Regions from separate parts of the Mus musculus genome. Here region 1 is linked to region 2. Evidence: chromatin contacts called from public Hi-C data. All regions are on one chromosome and are shown on one strand. The core of a region is the stretch at or near the end of the contact, and the rest is flanking DNA. Distances in the headings are between cores, read along the strand shown. Region 1 holds the start of Vps37c (vacuolar protein sorting 37C). Region 2 overlaps A430093F15Rik (RIKEN cDNA A430093F15 gene).

What was found. Hi-C and Micro-C count contacts between places; a contact is called where the count stands out from the background.
Region 1: a Hi-C map of cerebral cortex shows a contact between it and region 2, with 4 times the contacts expected there. A contact is called at or near these places in 3 of 39 promoter capture datasets (the C10 cell line, embryonic stem cells and neutrophils), 3 of 484 Hi-C or Micro-C datasets (CD8 T cells, bone marrow-derived macrophages and cerebral cortex), 5 of 130 datasets of targeted methods (the 230-238 cell line, bone marrow-derived macrophages, effector CD8 T cells and 2 more) and 3 of 9 other capture datasets (adipose tissue, liver and pancreatic islet).

Annotation. Positions count from the first base shown.
Region 1 is chr19:10,686,881-10,690,558 of GRCm38.p6, forward strand. It overlaps Vps37c (vacuolar protein sorting 37C), which reads left to right and starts at 1,855. Exons shown (of 5, transcript NM_181403.3): 1 at 1,855-2,099.
Region 2 is chr19:10,779,840-10,783,199 of GRCm38.p6, forward strand. It overlaps A430093F15Rik (RIKEN cDNA A430093F15 gene), which reads left to right. Exons shown (of 4, transcript NR_027805.1): 2 at 1,923-3,242. Among named protein-coding and RNA genes, the nearest start is that of A430093F15Rik, 41 kb to the left of the region's middle.

The sequences.
Region 1 (3,678 bases), core at 605-3,104, 93 kb before region 2:
CACCAGTGCTTGGCACTGACAGACCCCGTGTTTGGTCTGCAGCAGACTTCTGTCAATTTCTCGGGTTTTGGTTGTTTGGGCTCTAGCTTTAGAAGTTCCCAGCACCTGCATATAATGATGCACAAAATGGAGTCTGCTTGTCAGCTCAAAATTAAAAACAAACAAACAAAAAACCCAAAAAACCCAACTCACACAGCATAAGAGAAAGGACAAAAACATTCAGGTTCACTGGCCTGGCCGGCTCTCCCAACCATGGAGAAATGGTGTCAAGCAGGCTTTCTGGAAGCGGCTGTCAACAGTCCTCACTCTGACTTTGAGTTCTTACAAAATGAAGTATTTGCAAAACAAACAGCATTGAACCCCTATCATGTTGGGTGGCCCCCAAAGGTAGCACCTCAAGCAAGTCACCTGCAGGCACAGCTGTCGTCTGTCCTGATTCCTTTTGTAGTAGCTGTGCTAGAGGTAGGGGAGAGTGTGTGTGTGCAGGGCCTGGGTTGTGTCTCCAGCACAGCATAACACTGTGCACTTGCCAGGTAGAGGTGAGAGCTTACTCTTGACTACTTTGAGAGTTCTAGGACAGCACAGGGGACTTGAGACCTGAGTACCCAGGGACCCCATGAGGTAGTAAAGGGGAGGGAGTTCTGACCAATGGGGACAATGATGATCATTTTAGATCTAGAATATGAAATAGAAAAAGTGGGAGATCTTGATGAAATTCGATGACCCAAAAGAGAAACTTACAAGATGGAAGTCCCCCCTCAAAAATAAATAAATAAATAAATAAATAAAATTGCAACTCTGTTGACTGATTAGAACTTCTTGATTGTGGAAAGCTGGGATGTTACAGGGTCCAATTAACTGATAATTATTGTTATTCTCCTTAATAAATGTTGCTCACTTCTGTGCCTTACCTCATATCAATGTGATTATCGGGTAAACCTTTTGGGATGCACTAACTCAGCAGACCCCAAAGCTAAAATGTAATCAAATAGCACCTCAGACCCAAACAGAGATTTTCCCTAATTTCTCATTACCCACTGGCCTGATGGTCCCAGCAATGTATTTGTAAAATGCCTTGGGGTAGCCTTATTCTGTTACTGTACAGACTTCACAAAAGCACTTTTACATTGGAACATGTTATTTAAGGCAACCTGAACCTGTGTCCCATGTCATGGTCACTCTTTCTTGGCTCTCTCCTTCTCTTTGAGGTGAGATCCATTTTGGGTGGACAGAAGTCAGAGTCAAGTGAAGGTGGAGGCCTCTGACACTGAGCCTGGTATCACTTAGGGCCTTTGGACTTCTCGTTGTATGACCCAGCAATTACCATTTTGAAGAGGCCAATTTGTGCTGGTCTCTGCCACTAGCAACAAAAGTTCTAATGTATAACAAAGGGTGGCAGGGTTTTCTTAGGCTGGAAGCTAATCTAACCACTGCAGCCAAAGTGGAATGGCGTTCACCTCTCAGGGCTGGTTTGTTTCCATCCCTTCCTGAGGCTTGTCACTCTGGGCGAGTGAGGATGGATCAAGTCTGACGCTTACACACTCATCTACAGACGAGTAAGAGCAATCTACGGTCCTGACAAAGGGTGATTTTTTAGGAAAGCTCAGAGCTGTTAGCAGTGTCTGAAGGGGACTCAGGACCGCAGCCATTCTAGTCCTGAGGCCAAACTATAAAAAGGAGTGTGCGCAGCAGGCCGGGGATACCGTGGTGCAATAAGAGCCCATCTGGAGCCTCCCTTTGGAAGTTCCACGCTTGTCTCAGGATATTCAGAGCAAACGAAGGGACGCCTGCAAGTCTGCGCAGGCGTACTCGCAATGGGCGGAGTCCTACGGCGGGGGCGGGGCTAGGGGTGGTGCCTTCCCCCGCGCGGGCGGGGCCGAGTGGCCTTCCGCGGGTGTGGCGCCTGAAGCCACCAGCGTCTGAGTGCAGGTATCGTGGCCACCCCTAGGCCTACAAGGCAGGACACTCGGGGCGCGGCGGAGGGGCAGTGCGGCTCGTTCTCAGCTGGACGCGGGAGTAAGTCACATCCGGTAGAGGCGGGGCTCGTGGATCCCGGAAGTGCGGGCAGCGGCTGATTGCCCGCGGTAGCGGCGGCCCCGGTAGGTGAGCGCCGCTGGGGAAGGTCTCGGGCGGCGGCGGGCAGCGGCCTACCGTGCCGGGGGCGTTGCCGGCGAACTCAGAGATGGGTTTCCTGGCCGAAGCCGGCGATTGGGCGCGATGGGCGCGTGACTCCCCGCGGGCCTGCGCCCCTGCAGTGGGGTGGGAGGGATGGACGGTGGGAGGCTGTCCTCGCCGGTCGCCTCAGCCCCGCCCCCTCCCACCTATCCGCTAACGCCACGCAACCCTTCACCCTCTGTAGGAGTACCTTGTGGCCTTTGTGTCATTAAGAGCCTCTTTGCCCCTTGTACGGATTGGGAAACTGAGGCCTGTGTGTATTCTGACTTGCCCCTGCGATATAGTGGAGTTAGAGGGACTCTGGCCTTTGTCTTGCTGGCCTGTATCATTCCCCAGGTTAGCAATAGGTAAGGGTTCTTCCCCTTTCTTCTGGACCCCGACTTGAACTGTCCAGCATGGCTGAGCCATCCTTACTTCTGGGCCTTCCAGGTGTATGGTCCCAGCATGTGCCTGGTTCTGCTTTGTTTCTCCCCTCACAGCCGTTTAGGGGTGTTCTTTCACTTTTTTTTGGTGGGCCAAGACATTCCCAGAGATGTGTTTGAGTTACTGGTAGAGTGGACTATCATCAGGGTCACATTTCTTGAGTCCAGCCTATACCTTGTCAATCAGATTTGGGCTAGCCACCTTGAGCCAAGAAACTTCACGGATACCAGGGCTCCTTCATCGCTCCCTGCATATTTTCCAGGTGTCTCTACCAATAGCGTGCCACTCCACATTCAGTGACTGTCAGTCCTGCAGCTAGAAATGGTGGTGATAGAGGGACTTAGAAGGGAAAGACTCTTCTTTGCTTGGGGCCCAGGGAGGGCCCTGATCTGGGGATTGTGGAACTGAGGGCTGCTGGGTGAAATGGTGGACTCTGAAATGAGTCTTTGTTCTTGGCAGTCATAGTGCCCAGAAAAAAAAAAAAGCCTTTTTCGTAAGATTGTCTTGGAAATCTGGCCCAGTGCCTTTGTAATTTCCATTAAGTAGAAAACATGATGGAGTGCTTCAGTGGGGCTGTTTTCTGTTGCTGTTTTGCCAAGCAGTAGTTCTGATTGCTTGTGTGGCTGTCCTTGCTGGGTACTGTTTTGGGGGTGTTTTACACTGGTTACTGGATATAGAGAACACCTCTGAGTGACTGGTGACCCGTTTACAGAATTGGCTACTATCAACCAATGAGTGGCTGTTAGATTTTTTTTTTTTAACAAAGCAAATGAGTCTTTAACTCTAATACTGCCTTCCAGACGCCTCAGTTGCCCTAATATGTTGGAGCTTAAGAATTATCTGCGGTCATTCTGGTTGAAAATGCAGAGCCCCCATCTCTGGAGAGTCTTGTGATGTTAGCTGGCTGGCGCCCCAGGAGTTTGTTTTTAACACATACACTGACTGGGTGATTCCGGTCTTAATGCATATTTGTAGATTTGCTGGGCCACTGGAGCTTGAGGTGGTCACTCAAGATTCTTGTTGCCTTTTGCTTATTGCTTTGACATGTGCTAGTGTGCCATTAACAGGACTTTGAGATAA
Region 2 (3,360 bases), core at 757-3,256:
GTAGCGGCACACGCTTTTAAACCGAGCACTCAGGAGGTAGAGACAAGCAGACCTCTATAAGTTTGAAGCTACATAGCAAGTTCCAGGCCAGCCAGGACTACACAGTGAGACTCTGTTTTTAAATATATACATAAAACTTACAAAAGGTCTTTACATCCCCGAGGCTCAATGTATCTTCCTTCAACCTCTACGCACTTTCTTAGGTGAAGTGGCTCTAAGTTATAAGCAATGATAGCAAGTGTTCATTTAGGGGCAGGGGGATTGCAATGAACACTCACTGTTGAACCTTCTGTTTCTAGACTTTGGATATTCTGCTGCAAACAAAACCAAAAATAACAAACAAACCAAAACAAACAAAAAACCGTGTCAAACGTGTAGCTGACCTTGTGATGTGCTCCTACTCTGGGGAAAGCTTCTGTAGTTTATTTTCTTTTTTCTACCTTAATCACAGAAAATTGTAACCAAAATAGAAAATCTATTTACCTTCCATAACAGAAAAATGTAGACACAAAACTGAGTTTGTCATGTAATTCTTTTTCCTCTATGCCTTTTTTTTGTCTCTTGACTTTTAAAATTGTTTTTAAAAATAGAAGATATTTTTTGACGTCATCTATGTGATATATCTTGATCTCATCCATCCTCAGACCCCCCATCCCTCCCACCCCCAGGGTGGGACCCCTAGCATACCACTCACACCCTCCCCTGTTCACATCCTGTTGGAATGCTGAGTCATTTTTTTGGCTGGATCTTAAGCAGGTACCTGTAGCTGCAGGGGATTTGGGTGTGCAATGGTCATGTCACATCCAGAAGGCACCATGCCATACATTGTCCTCCCTATCCTTCCTCTATTAGATTCTTTCCATCCCTCCTTGGCAATAGTCCCTGAATCTCCAGGGAGGGATTTGATATCTATGTCCTGTTTAGGACCGAACTCTCAATACTCACTTAGTCTCACTTCTTCGACTGTTATGCGTCTTTGCCTTGGCTGCTGCCCACTGTAGAGCAAAGCTTCTCTGGCCAGGGTTGAGGGCAGCACTAATCTATGCGTGTTAACTTAAGTGTTTAGAAGGCAGGTTAACAGGGGGTCCATTTAGCAAGACAGTGCTCTGCCTAGGACTGGCAGTTTCTTATGCAGTGAACACACCTCTCTATATAGTACGGACACATTAAGGGGTTTGCCCGAGAGAGATGAAATCTCATCCTACAGTCTAGAAGATGATGTTGAGTCCTTTGAAATCAGTTACATGGAGACTGTCGCTCAGATCCTCTGAAAGAACTGAAGGTGCTCATGACCACTGAACCATCTGCCCGGTCCCCTAACTGTCACTTAAAGGGGGTGCATTTTATTGCAATTATGTTATTTGTCAGCCAAGTTGATTTTTAAATTTTTTTTAAGGTTTTCCCATGTAGGGCCAACTACATAATTAAGATGGCTATAGAGCATGAAATACAGCCGGAGAGCAGAGGGTGGAGTGAAGCCGTCTACACAGCATGCACAATTTCCCTGTTCATACTTCACTTGCCTCATTTTTTAGCTTGGTAGTGTGCTGGGCCCTCCCCAAGACATCGAGCCTGGACCCCCTGTCTTTCACTCCCCACAGAGCGTTTCATGGAGGCTGTGCCACCCCAATCAACCCATCTTCCCACCGAACTTTAGGATGTTTTTTTGTTTTGCACCATTATCAACACCTCCCCTCCCCCACCACCTGCCTCTCACAAACCTAAAAAGAAAGAGAAAAAGGCTCCATGATGAGTGGATTAAGAGTTTAAGGAGGCAGGGGCTGATGGGCAGGGGCCGGTATCAGAGTTCTATCCCACTACGGTTATTTTAAAAGAGTGACATAAGTTTTCTGGGTATCAGAATTCTATCCCACTGAGTTTATTTTGAGAGAATGATGTAAGTTTTATTTTTAAAATTTCAGTCTTGAAAATATGACATTGGACACGAAGTATGAATCACATCCTGCCTCAGTGAGCTTTTGACAAGATGTTACAGAAAACAGCTCTACAATGTGGGGGCCTGTGTGCAACTTACTGTCAGTCAGTGCTGGAGACCAGGGGCATGGGGCCTCCAGAAGCACCTTCCACCTTCCACACAGCGCGAAAAGAAGACACACTGATGATGGTCAGGCCCCAGTGACTCAGAATTCATTTTTTCTTTTTTTAGTTTTTAGTTTTTTAGATAAATTGGGTAGGCACAAGTGTTAGTGCATGGAGCTCGGACATGGCTTTTTATGGTAGAGCTGCAGAGTTTGATAGCTACAGTGACTGTAGCTATCAAATCCTAAGGTATTTTTTAGTCCCCTTGCCTGGCTCCTGACCAATAGCCAAACCCGCAAAAGTGCATTGTTTGGATAACATAGTCTCTGTGCTGTGATTCAGCTAAGAGTTTAAGAACTCTAAGAAAGCAGTTTGTGTTCAGGTATGCGTGACCAGCATCTCCCAGGAGAAGCCATCTTTTAAACCAACTCTAGAGAAGGCAGGCCTCTTACTGAAGACGGAGCAGGGACTAATGGCCCCTCAGTAGGCATTGGCGTTGGCTGTGGACATTTTGGGAAGGAGCTCTTCCAGAGCCTTCAGTTTCAGCGTTTGTAGCCGACAGATGAAAGTTTGTATGAGTCCATGTGTTCACTTACAAACACCCTGAGGTGTCCCTGGATGCCTTCCGTGGCCCCTTCTCAGGTTACAAACTTCCTGGACCTGTAGCAGCCTCAAGGAAGCCAGACACAGCAAACTGGAAGGGTGCTATACCCTGCCAGCCCCACCCTGGTACAAGACTTGAGGACTGGCACATATGTCTGTCACCCACTCCGTGGTCAACCAGGGCAACTTAGTGAGACTCTTGACTCCAAAAACATAAAATTTTTAAAATGAAGGAAAGGTTGAACTTATAGCTCAGTGGCAGGGCGCTTCCCGGATGTGTGTGGGTCATGGGTTCACCCTCAGCATTGCCAGACAAATGCTCATCTAGAGATTGACTGGCCTCTGGATTGCCAGTTGGAGGCCTTAAAGAGGGGAAAGTCTATACTGTGGACTCATGTCTCAGCTATGGCCAGTGAGACTCTCTCAGCATCAGTGACTTCGTCTCCAAAGCTGGGCAAAGTCCTGGAATTTGCCAGCAATCCTTGGGCCTCAGCCGCTCCTCTAGAGAGAGGAGAGGGTGATGTGTTGCAAAGCCTCTCCTTAGGACACTGCATCTCTGCTGGCTGAGCCTCTTGGTAATGGTTTCTGCTGATGCTGAGGTACAGTTGGGTCTGGTAGATCCGAAGCCCCTATGGGAGCTCTGTCCCTCAGTCACTCCTGGAAGTGAGGGCTGGGCCACTAAGGTTATGGGCCAATGAGCACTCTTCCCTTGAGTGC